2 separate regions of the Mus musculus genome follow, and region 2 is linked to region 1. Evidence: chromatin contacts called from public Hi-C data. All regions are on one chromosome and are shown on one strand. The core of a region is the stretch at or near the end of the contact, and the rest is flanking DNA. Distances in the headings are between cores, read along the strand shown.

The links. A called contact is a pair of places that touch in the nucleus more often than the background predicts.
Region 2: a Hi-C map of B cells shows a contact between it and region 1, with 10 read pairs. The contact joins the promoter of Ccng1 here to the promoter of Rars in region 1. A contact is called at or near these places in 2 of 39 promoter capture datasets (hematopoietic stem and progenitor cells and pre-B cells) and 2 of 484 Hi-C or Micro-C datasets (B cells and regulatory T cells).

The regions. Positions count from the first base shown.
Region 1 is chr11:35,831,325-35,836,621 of GRCm38.p6, reverse strand. Rars (arginyl-tRNA synthetase) reads left to right here and starts at 2,094. Exons shown (of 15, transcript NM_025936.3): 1 at 2,094-2,185; 2 at 3,316-3,450. The coding sequence starts at 2,141.
Region 2 is chr11:40,752,539-40,757,835 of GRCm38.p6, reverse strand. It overlaps Ccng1 (cyclin G1), which reads left to right and starts at 2,550. Exons shown (of 6, transcript NM_009831.2): 1 at 2,550-2,835; 2 at 3,768-4,028. The coding sequence starts at 3,768.

The DNA.
Region 1 (5,297 bases), core at 845-3,344:
CCTGCATTGTTTATCCAGTGTTTGCTATTGTAGACCGAATTACTGAGATCCAGCATCCGCTGCTGTAGATCCACGGTGCTGAGAGTCACTCTCTACTGTTATAAGTTAAGTCGCAATGTTAAGCCACAGTAGTGAAGTCTATATTCTACTTGTTATATTCTAGATGCTTCTGGAATAACTCATTTCCATATCTTTGACCCATACCATGAGTACAGCTATCCCCAGAGCACGTTGCTAACTGAATGTATTAATGGGAATATGGTAAGGATAGCCATCAATTTCTGCCAACTATAGGATAGTGGGTAAATGAAGCTAATTGGAAATAGCAGGCTTGACGTTATGTACTTCTGGCCAACCATATGTATCTGATTCCCTAGGTTTCATATCTCACGCACCAGACACACCTGTTCACCATTTCAGCTCCTGACACAGTATTCCCTAACACATGACAATTACTGACTGACTGAAGGAAAGTCGAAGTCCTTCCAATCCGGCTGTGTAGCAATGGGAACATAGGCGTTTCTCAGTGGCTTGTGACCTCTTTTTTTTCCTTCCTTCTTCCTTTTTTTTTTTTTTTTTTTTTTTTTTTTTTGCTTGTTTGCTTGCTTACCTGGAGACAGGTCCTTACTCTACAGTCCTAAAACTCACTAACTCAGGCTGGAATGAATTCACAGCAATCACAGTGTTGTGTGTGTGTGTGTGTGTGTGTTTTTAACATTTTTTTATGTGCTGTGGTGATAGCCAAGTGCCTTAATGCAGCATTTTCTCAAAGTGGGTATAGGTACCACTGGTGACAATATAGAAAACTATAGGCCCGGAGAGGCAGCAGATGTAATCCCAGAACACAGGAAATGCTTGAGTTTTAGGCCAGCCCGCTCTACCTAGCAAAAAGAAAACACAGGTAGATATGGCTGCATTCTTTATTATCTATAATAATATGTTGATTGTTTTTGAAAGTTTATCTATTTTATGTATATGGGTGTTTTGTCTGCATGTATGCTTGCACACCAGGAGAGAGCATCAAATCCCAGGGAACTACATGTTCATAGGTGAGTGTGAGCTGCCATGTGAATACTGGGATCAAACTAGGACCTCTGGGGGAAAAAAAAACAGCCAGTGCTCTCAACCACTGAGCCACCTCTCAAGTCCTATATTTATTTAATATGTAGCATCTTTAGCCCACACACTCAGCCCATGGATTCATAGATATTATTGTTTAGGATGAAGATAAGTAAATTTTAACGTGAACTAAATCCATCTTGGTGGTAAAACCACGTTACCACGACCCTTGGAAGGTGGAAAGAAAAAGATCAGAAGTTCAAGACAAAAGATCAGAAGCTCAGCTAAATGCAAGACTACCCTGGGCTACATCTTTCAAACGAACAGAAGAGCCTGAGAGATGCTCCAAGAGGCTGCCTGGCTCAAGTCATTGTACCACCTTCCTTTCTTGGTAATTAAAACATTGTTTGCCTGGTAAGGAGGCTGAGGCAGGAGGATGGAGAGTCAAAGGTCAGAGTGGAATACAAAAAGTCTACACATGCACATGTGCGCGTGCACGCGCGCACTACACATACAATGAAAAGGAAAGCCATTGTTTTCTCTTTCCCCTTTCAGGCAGTCTCCATTAGTTTAAGGACCTTTTTTTATCATACATTCTAAACATCTTCACATCCTGGAGAGAGTATCTAGCACCTTAATGTGAACAACAACAAAAATGCCTGTTTAACAGAGGGATGAGTTGCAGGCAGTGGTGGCGCATGCCTTTAATCCCAGCACTTGGGAGGCAGAGGTAGGTGGATTTCTGAGTTCGAGGTCAGCCTGGTCTACAGAGGGAGTTCCAGGACAGCCAGGGCTAGAAACCCTGTCTCGAAAAAAACAAAAACAAAAAACACAAAAAATCAAAACAAAAGAGGGATGGGTTCTGTGCCCATGCCCGCGCCATGCCTCCAAGCAGAGGGTAGGTTGCTTTGGCCTGCTCCCCGCCTCTCTCGCAGTGTCTCCTGGATCCCGTTAGGGGGCAGCAGAGGGCGCGCCCTGAAAAACCAAAAACAGTGACTTACCCGGGTAGGAATTTCCGTTTCCGGCCCAAACTAGACACTTCCGCTTCCGGCCGCTTGGCATGTGAGTCGCTGACGAGAGGATGGACGGTCTGGTGGCTCAGTGCTCCGCGCGGTTGCTGCAGCAGGTTTGTCCCTGGGCGGGGCGGAGGGCTCTGGAGCGGGCGGCGGCGGGGCAGAGTCCGCAGTGGCTTCCACAGGCGGCCGCGGCGACCCCAGTCCGGGACCTCGGGGCTTGCGAAGCCTTGCTGCTCCGCTGGCCCTTTCCTCTTGGCCGGGTCGTGCGACTGTCACTCAGAGAAGAGAGGGTGGACAGCGAGCGAGGCTCACTCTGCTGGTCGCCCAGGCCAGGTTAGAGCAGGACAGGTGTGCCCTGAGACCCAGCCGGAAACTTCCCAAGAAGCCGCCAGTGTTGGTCTGGAACAGTGTCACAATTTTGAAAAACGAAAGTAAGACCAGCCCCTTTTCTTTTTCGGGCCTAGACACTAGCGTTAGGAACTCAGTTTGTCTAAGTCTTCCCTGGACAATAACTGCTTTTATGCAAATCATCCCCGAGGTGCAAAATAAATGGACAAGCTCTTTACTGCTGAGTCCAGTGAATAGTAGCAGATCTTGGAGAGATGGGGAAAAAAAAAACCATATATATATGAAGTTTACGTAGACCCAGAAAAGGCAAAGACGGACACTTGAGTGATTTCGAATATGACAAAAGATGGATTGACTCCTTTTTGTCTCGGGATCTAACCCAGAGCCAAGGCCTATGTGTGGCAAGCAGCACTGAGGGGTGCAAGTCCCCAACTCCTACTGATGTTTGTTGGTTTGTTTTGTCGTTTTTGATTTGGTTTGGTTTTTTTTAGTCCCAAGTCATTAGATTTAGCAACACAGGTAGTAAAGCCAGAAACTTGTACTCTGACTAAATCAGGATGCACCTAGCTAAAGAAGAGACTTCCGTGTTTGACTCTGGCCCTGGACTTTCAACTCACAGCCTCTCAACTGCTAGGACTGGAGATGTGTACTGCCATGCACACTTGGCTGAGTTATATTCTCTGCCCCGCAGTCCCTCATCCCCAGCACACACATGTGAACTCAGTTCCATCTCATAAAGGATGATTGCTGACGTCAGTAAAATCATTGCAAAGTCCATTCTCATTTTTCTACCCCACATGTTGTGGAGAGCGAAATGAGGAAGTCTGTGGTAAGGTTTGCCATTATCCGGGAAGCATTTGTTTGACCTGGAAAAGTTGCCTTTCCCTTACAGGAAAGGGAGATTAAGGCTCTGACTGCTGAGATCGACCGGCTGAAGAACTGTGGCTGCTTGGAAGCTTCTCCAAGTTTGGAACAGTTACGAGAAGAAAATTTAAAATTGAAGTATAGGCTGAATATTCTTCGAAGGGTAAGTGCTCCGGATGTTTTCAAATAATTTGTTGTTGCTGTTGTTGTTGTTACTGAAGATTCTAGAAGTACGTGCTATAAGAATTGAGAAGAGGAGTTTGTTTAGAAATCAGTTTTCCTGCATAAGGCAAGTTAGGACTCATTAGGCTGGAGAAAGTGGGGCGGCACTGGCTTCCCAGGGCCCTTTTAAGTAGTTTATTATGATACCCCTTTTAAGTGGTTCATTACGATGGTTTAATGGTTTGGAAGTTGAGATTTCTTCAAAGGCTTATGTCCATGCTGTCAAAGGAATGTCTTTTGTTTTTAAAACCATTTTAACTACTGTAAAAGAAACAGTTTCTCAGGAGCAACTAACAGGGATGTTTTAAAATGCACTCACTGATTCCTAACTCCTCTGCAATGAAGTTGTTTATTTTGCAGTTTTGTGTTATGCTTTATAGCATCTTTTGGGGTTCTTTTCATTTAATGTTGCGAAACTTTCTCTGCCTCTCCTCCTCCCCATCCAACAGCCTCTCTATACAGACCAGGCTGGCTTCTGGGCTGGGCTGCCTCCATCTTGAAGTGCATTTTCTTCTTCTGTGTCTCTCAGGCTGGGTTTACAGGTGTGTACTACCATGCCACCATTTGAATAGCCTTACAGTCCAGCAATGCTTATCAATGTAGTTTGTTTGTTTGTTTGTTTTAAAGAAAGCCTACCTTCAGCTTCTTTGGCCTGCCTTTCAGGTTTGCTGATGACACAGCCTAGCATGTTGCCTCATTCATTGTTCTCCAGTGTGTGTACTTCCTTCTGGATTGCACAGGCACCGCTCCAAGTCCTCATCTCAGGCGTCTGACCAGTCCTTTGAAGCACTTTATTATCTGTGTGGAGGCAGCTGTGCTCAGATAGCTTTGTCAAGTGCTTGTGCGCTGCTGAAGGAAGTAAGGGAAATAAATCCACAGCTGTGGTGAAAACAAACTTCTCTGTGTGCAAGAGACAAGGGCAGGCTGATCTTTTAGTTCCAGACCAGCCTGGTCTACAGAGTGAGTCTCGGGACAACCAGGGCTACACAGAGAAACCCTGTCTCGGAAAACCAGAGAGAGGGAGAGGGGGGGAGGGAGGGAGCATCAAAGGACTAAAGTGCTGTGTGCCATAACTTCACTCTGCCGCCTTGCCCTAGTTCTTGGGCCACATACTCCACCTTGAAAGCACGTACCGGATGGTTCTGGCAGGAGGTGTTTTACCCATGTTCTCATAAGCACGGCTGCCTCAGTTTTTTCTTATTGCTTTTCTGTCTTTTTTATGTGTTTTTAAGATTTAGAAACGTATTTAGTATTGTTTTTGAGGCACAGTTTCTATTTAGCCCTGACCTTTCTGGAGCTGTCATAAGTAGACCAGTTCTCAAACTCACATAGATCCTCTGCCTCTACCTCTGCCTCCAGAGCCTAGCCACTTAGTACATTTATTAAAGTACTCACAGAAAGCTTTTTCACACCGATAGCACTCATACATGATTGCTGTCACGATAATGCCACTTTTAAAGAATCCGTAGATTTTCGGGAATCTGCTTCTAATCTTAGTTTTCTCAAAAGCTGTTATTTTTACAAATTTTTATAATGTGAGGTTTTACAAAACCTCAAAACAGTAAAGGTGATTGTACCAAAATGTGTCTGCTTTTGGCTTTATTTGAGTCCAGGTCTCACAGTCCAGCCCTGGCTGGCGTGGTTTGTGCTCTGTGGCCTGTAGCTCTCAGACTTGTGCAGTCCTCCGTCTTGGTCTCCCAGGACTAGCTAAGAGTAGTAGTAACTCCTTGCTCCCACAGGCCTAGGAATCATGGGAGAAAGGAAGACACACACGTATAAATCAAGTAA
Region 2 (5,297 bases), core at 1,301-3,800, 4.9 Mb before region 1:
GTAAGCAAGTATAGAGTGCTCAGCTCTGAGCAGGACTTCTGTAACAACCCCTCCAAGGCCTAGGAATACTAGGAGAGGATGGAAAGGCTTTCAGAGCTGAAGGGGCATGGTGCCATCAAACGCTATCTTCTGGACATGACATGTCCATTGCAGTCAGAAAGTTACAGTATTTGTGACTGTGTTCATAAGACCAGAACACACACACACACACACACACACACGCGACAGCAGAGGCCAGAAAGACAGCTCCAAAGTTTAGAGCACCCGGGTTGCAACTGCAGAGCTCTAACATTCTCCTCCCCATTTCCTAGGGCATTGCACAAACACCCATACATACACACAAATATATAAATAATTAAAAATGAAAGTAAAGTGTATTTTAATTGAAATAGAAAAGGAGAAATAAGCAAAGACTGCCTATTATATTTGTTTCTTAAACGTGTCAGTAAAATAATTTTCATATAAAGAATTGAGAATTAAAAAAGAAAACACAGGATCCTAAGAGAAAATATTTTTTAACACATAATGTACTGCCAACAAATTCTCAACAGGAATTTTAAACATAAGACGTAGAAGGTAACAAAAGTCATTTGAAAATTCTTATTAGCATTAACACTCTTTAAGCTTCCTTCAAAGTTAAGAAAACCGATAAAAGAATAAACAGAACCAACTATTTACATAAAGCACTTAAGAACACAGTTAATCATAAAAGGCTACCATTTACCACATGCTTCCCAGCACTTAATCTTCCCACTTATATAGGATTAAGACATTTCTCCTGCCTATTTTTGAGCAGCCAAGATAGAAACCCAAATTGAAAAAAAAAAAAAAATGGGAGGAGAGAGATGGCTCACTAGAGCATGTCTTAAGTTGGGATTTTATTGCTGTGAACAGACACAATCATCACAGCAGCTGTTATAAAGGAAAACATTTCACTGGGGCTGGCTTACAGTTTCAGAGGTTTAGTCCATTATTGTCATGGCAGGAAGCGTGGCAGGCAGACATGGTTCTGGAGAAGGAGCTGAGAGCTCTGCCTCTGGATTCACAGGCAGCAGGAAGAGCAAATGAGCCAGTAGGTCTGATTTTGAGCTTCAGAGATCTCAAAGCCAATTGCTACTGAAGCACTTTCTCCGACAAAGCCACACCTTCTAATAGTGCCACTCTCTATGAACTTATGGGGGCTATTTTTATTCACACCACCACAGAGCACTTATAAATTACTGGTTTTGTAGATTTACAGAACCAGGGATCCAAATGAATACTGTTCCTTGGTCAACTCACAGCTAACTGCCTGAAATGCCAGATCCAACATCTCTGGTCTCTGAGGGTAGCCACATTCCTGTGCCATACATTCCCCACTTCACCAACACCCCCAGATATAATTTTAAAATCTAAAACTTTTTTTTTAATTAAAGAGAAAAGGCCAGGCATGATGGTGCATGTTTTTAATCCCAGCACTAGGAGAGTCAGAGGCAGGTGGATCTCTAAGTTCAAGACCAGCCTAGTTTACATAGCTAAGGAGTTCCAGGACAGCTTGGACTACATAAAGACCCTGTCTCAAATAAAACATCACTTGTATCTAGTTAATGACCGTTATGGACGGCCAGCCGGCTTGGCTCTTTCTTATTTTCATGAGATGTACTGGAATGGACAAAATCCTGAACACCACCGTCACCACCCCAACTCCTCACCCTCACCCCCACTGCAGCCATGCGAGCTGAGAACCTACTCTCTGTGCATTGCTCCTGAGGACATGCCCTTCCCCGCTACCCCCGAAAGGAGTCCAGCAAGAGTTCAGGATAATTATTTTTCCGTTAACCTGGTAGAGAAGAGGCTTATAGAGATTAATTTTGTAAGAATAATGTTCCTTCACACCCTATTCTGAAGCCTGAGATTCGGCTCACTGCAGATGGGGTTTTCCAGGCACTGTTCTTTGCTGTTTTCTGCCAGACATATGGCATTTTAAGTCACTGATGATAGTATGAGGGTGCTACAAGAACAAATTCAGAAAATTAGCAGAGGACCAAGAAACTACATACTCTGACATCATTGTAACATCTGAGAAGTTTTGCAAGAAACAAAATAAGATAACGATGAACTGATTCCTAAAACTCAGAGAGAACACTCTAGAGAAGCCTATAGAGAACACTATAGAGAAGCCTACCATCTCATTATCTGTAAAGAGAACGAAAGCATTTTTTTTTTTTAACTTGCCATTGTGTTTTTAGAAAGAGGGGACTGAGCTGCAGTGAACAACAACAAAAGGAAAAAAGCAAAAACCAAAACAATGCAAAACAAAAACCCTCACAGTACATTCTGGTCCGCTACCCAGACCAATCTGGCTAATAGAGGCCAGACCTGCCCGGGCAAGCCTTGGCACTGAACACTCAGTTCCGCAGCTTAAGGAAGGACAGTTCGGAAATGCTCCAATGAGAGAGGCTGCGAGAGTCGGGCGTGGCTCGAAAGGGGAGGAGAATTGAAGTCTGGACAACGGGAAGTGTGCGCTGATTGGCCGAGCTTCCTCAGAGACCATCCATCAAAAGAACCACACCAATCAGCGACGTAGATGCGTCCCAGCTAGAGAGCCAGGTCTCCAGCTTGTTCCCCCACTGCCCGGCGCAGTCCTTCGCTGCGCGCTGACCCCGAGGAAGGCAGTACTTGGTCAGGGCGCTGAGGGACCCTCCACCGGGACGCCGGCCCCTCCCCGGGCCTCTGCTCACTTGACCCCCACTCCCTAGTCCGTCCCCTTAGTAGGCCTGTCGGATCGGGGACGTGGGGCGAGCTGAGAGCAGGCCCGGGGTGGGTGGTCACCGTGGTGAAGACGTGGCTGTCAAGGTGAGAGGGGACTATGGGGTGGATCTCAGAACCCTGCACTCCGGAACGCAAGCCCGGGCTAGTCTGCGCCTAGAGAGAGGCGCAGCGGGAGCGGTATTCCTATGTCATGCCTCCCAGTCCCAACCTGCACCCCTGAACTGAGTTAGTGGTTCCTCACCAAGACGACCTTCCTGTCACATCTTTAAACTGCCCAGGGAAGAATCGTCCTCTGTATCCAGGGCTTAGGTTGTGCCCAGGACTCAGAGGAAGTGTAATGCATACTTCCACCAATGCAACTCCCCAGCTTCACCTAACTTTTTCTTTTGGTTTTTAAATGGCGTTAGACTATTCGGAGCACTGAGTGCTAAGCACCGTGCCACACTGAGTCATATCGTGTGTTATTCACAGCCACTCCAAGAAACAGATGTTGTCACCCTCATTTCACAGGTGTAAAAATAAGCTCATTACCTGGAAATAAATGGGCACCTGTGTGCTAAGCGGTTTGTGTGACTCCTTTTAAGCTACCCAATCTATGAGCTATGAGATTGTAGGTAATAATCGTATTTCTACTTCATAGGTAAGGAACTAAGGTTCACGTTGTTAACATATATGGCAGAGTATGTACTATCATTTGACTTTTAGTTTGGGTGTATCATGTGGGGCAGTATCTATTTGTGGCATGTACTGACAATGAAGAAGTCTTTGCTTAAGTAGAGAAAAAAAATTTTTAAGCCATAGTTTATGTCCTATACAAACTCACAATTTAGGAATGTGACCTACTGGGAGAAGGTAAAAATACTTACAGACCTTGGCTTTGCAGTGTCTTCGTCTTAGACGTAATGGAAATGGGGTGGGGGGTGGAGGGGGCATGCACTATAAAGCACTTTTTGCCACAATGCAGAGATAGCCAGGCAGGGTTCTTATGCTCTTTTCTGGGTTTGTTCTATTTATAGATGATAGAAGTACTGACAACTGACTCTCAGAAACTGCTACACCAGCTGAACACCCTGTTGGAACAGGAGTCTAGATGTCAGCCAAAGGTCTGCGGCTTGAAACTAATTGAGTCGGCCCATGATAATGGCCTCAGAATGACTGCAAGATTACGGGACTTTGAAGTAAAAGATCTACTTAGTCTAACTCAGTTCTTTGGCTTTGACACGGAGACATTTTCCCTAGCTGTGAATTTACTGGACAGATTCTTGTCTAAAATGAAGGTATGTTTATGTTACAATATCTCAGCTCTTAATTTCGCTCCATGTGTTTAAGAGATCAAATTGCAGAGGGCTGGAGAAATGGCTCAGTAGCTAGGAGTGCATGTTGGTCTTCCAGAAAATCTAAATTAAGTTCCAACAGCTAGGTGGGCAGTTGAAATCTGAGGCCCTCTTCTAGCCTCCTCTGGCACATGCACAAATGTACCAAACACACTCACACACACATCAAATTAATAAAAAGGAAAAAAAGCCATCAAATTTCTGGATTAGGGCTGGTATACAAAAACCACTTTCAAATGTGGCAATGCTTCCTTTCCATAATGAAGACTTGTAAAACATCACTTATTAGTTGTATACTGAAGTAGAAAGTAATTTAACATCAAGCCATTAATTGTAGTACTCCAGTAGCGGGAAAGCTGGCTCTATGTAACAAACTGTCTTGAGCCAGCAAAGTAGCTGAACACAGAGAGTACTTGTTACACAGGCCTCAGAGAGTCAAGTCTGAGTGCTGTCCCTGGAACACTTAAGTGAAGAGAATGAACCAAGTCCCCAAATCTGTCCTCTGACCTTCACACATACACTAGGGCAGACACACGCCCTCCTAGCTAACTCTCCCTTACACAGAGGAATAATCAAAATAAAATTAAGGGCCTGGTGAAATGCCTTTAATCCTAGCACTCGGATGGCAAAGACAGGCAGGTTTCTGTGAGTTCGAGGCCAGCCAGGTAGACATAGTGACTTCCAGGACAGTCAAGGATACACAGTGAGACCATTTCAAAAGATAAAAATTAAAACAAAAAACAAAAAACAAAAACATAGAAATTTCTTAAAAACTGTCTTACATATATTTGTATGTTTGTGTGTGTTTGTGTGCATATGGACACACCCATGCTGCAATATTATGTAGAGATGAGGACCACTGCAGGAATACGGATCCTGGGGATTGAACCCAGGTCATCAGCCGCCTTTCCCACTGAGCCACCACACTAGCCCCAATCAAAACCTTTCTTGATAGACTGGATATTTCCACTCATCTATTCACATCATAGATTTAAAGTTAAATCTCCGTTAAAGTCTGAATGTTAGGTTGTGGATTAGGAATTAGGGTGTATTTCTTAATTACTACCCATATATAAAAATTCTAATTCCCTTAGCCATCTGGCATTTCCAGCTCCAGGTTGCATGCAATAGAAAAGGAAGGGTTTACGGAGTTATTTCCCAGTAACTGACAAAATATTCATATGGCTTTCAAAGCTTAACTCTTAAGACAGC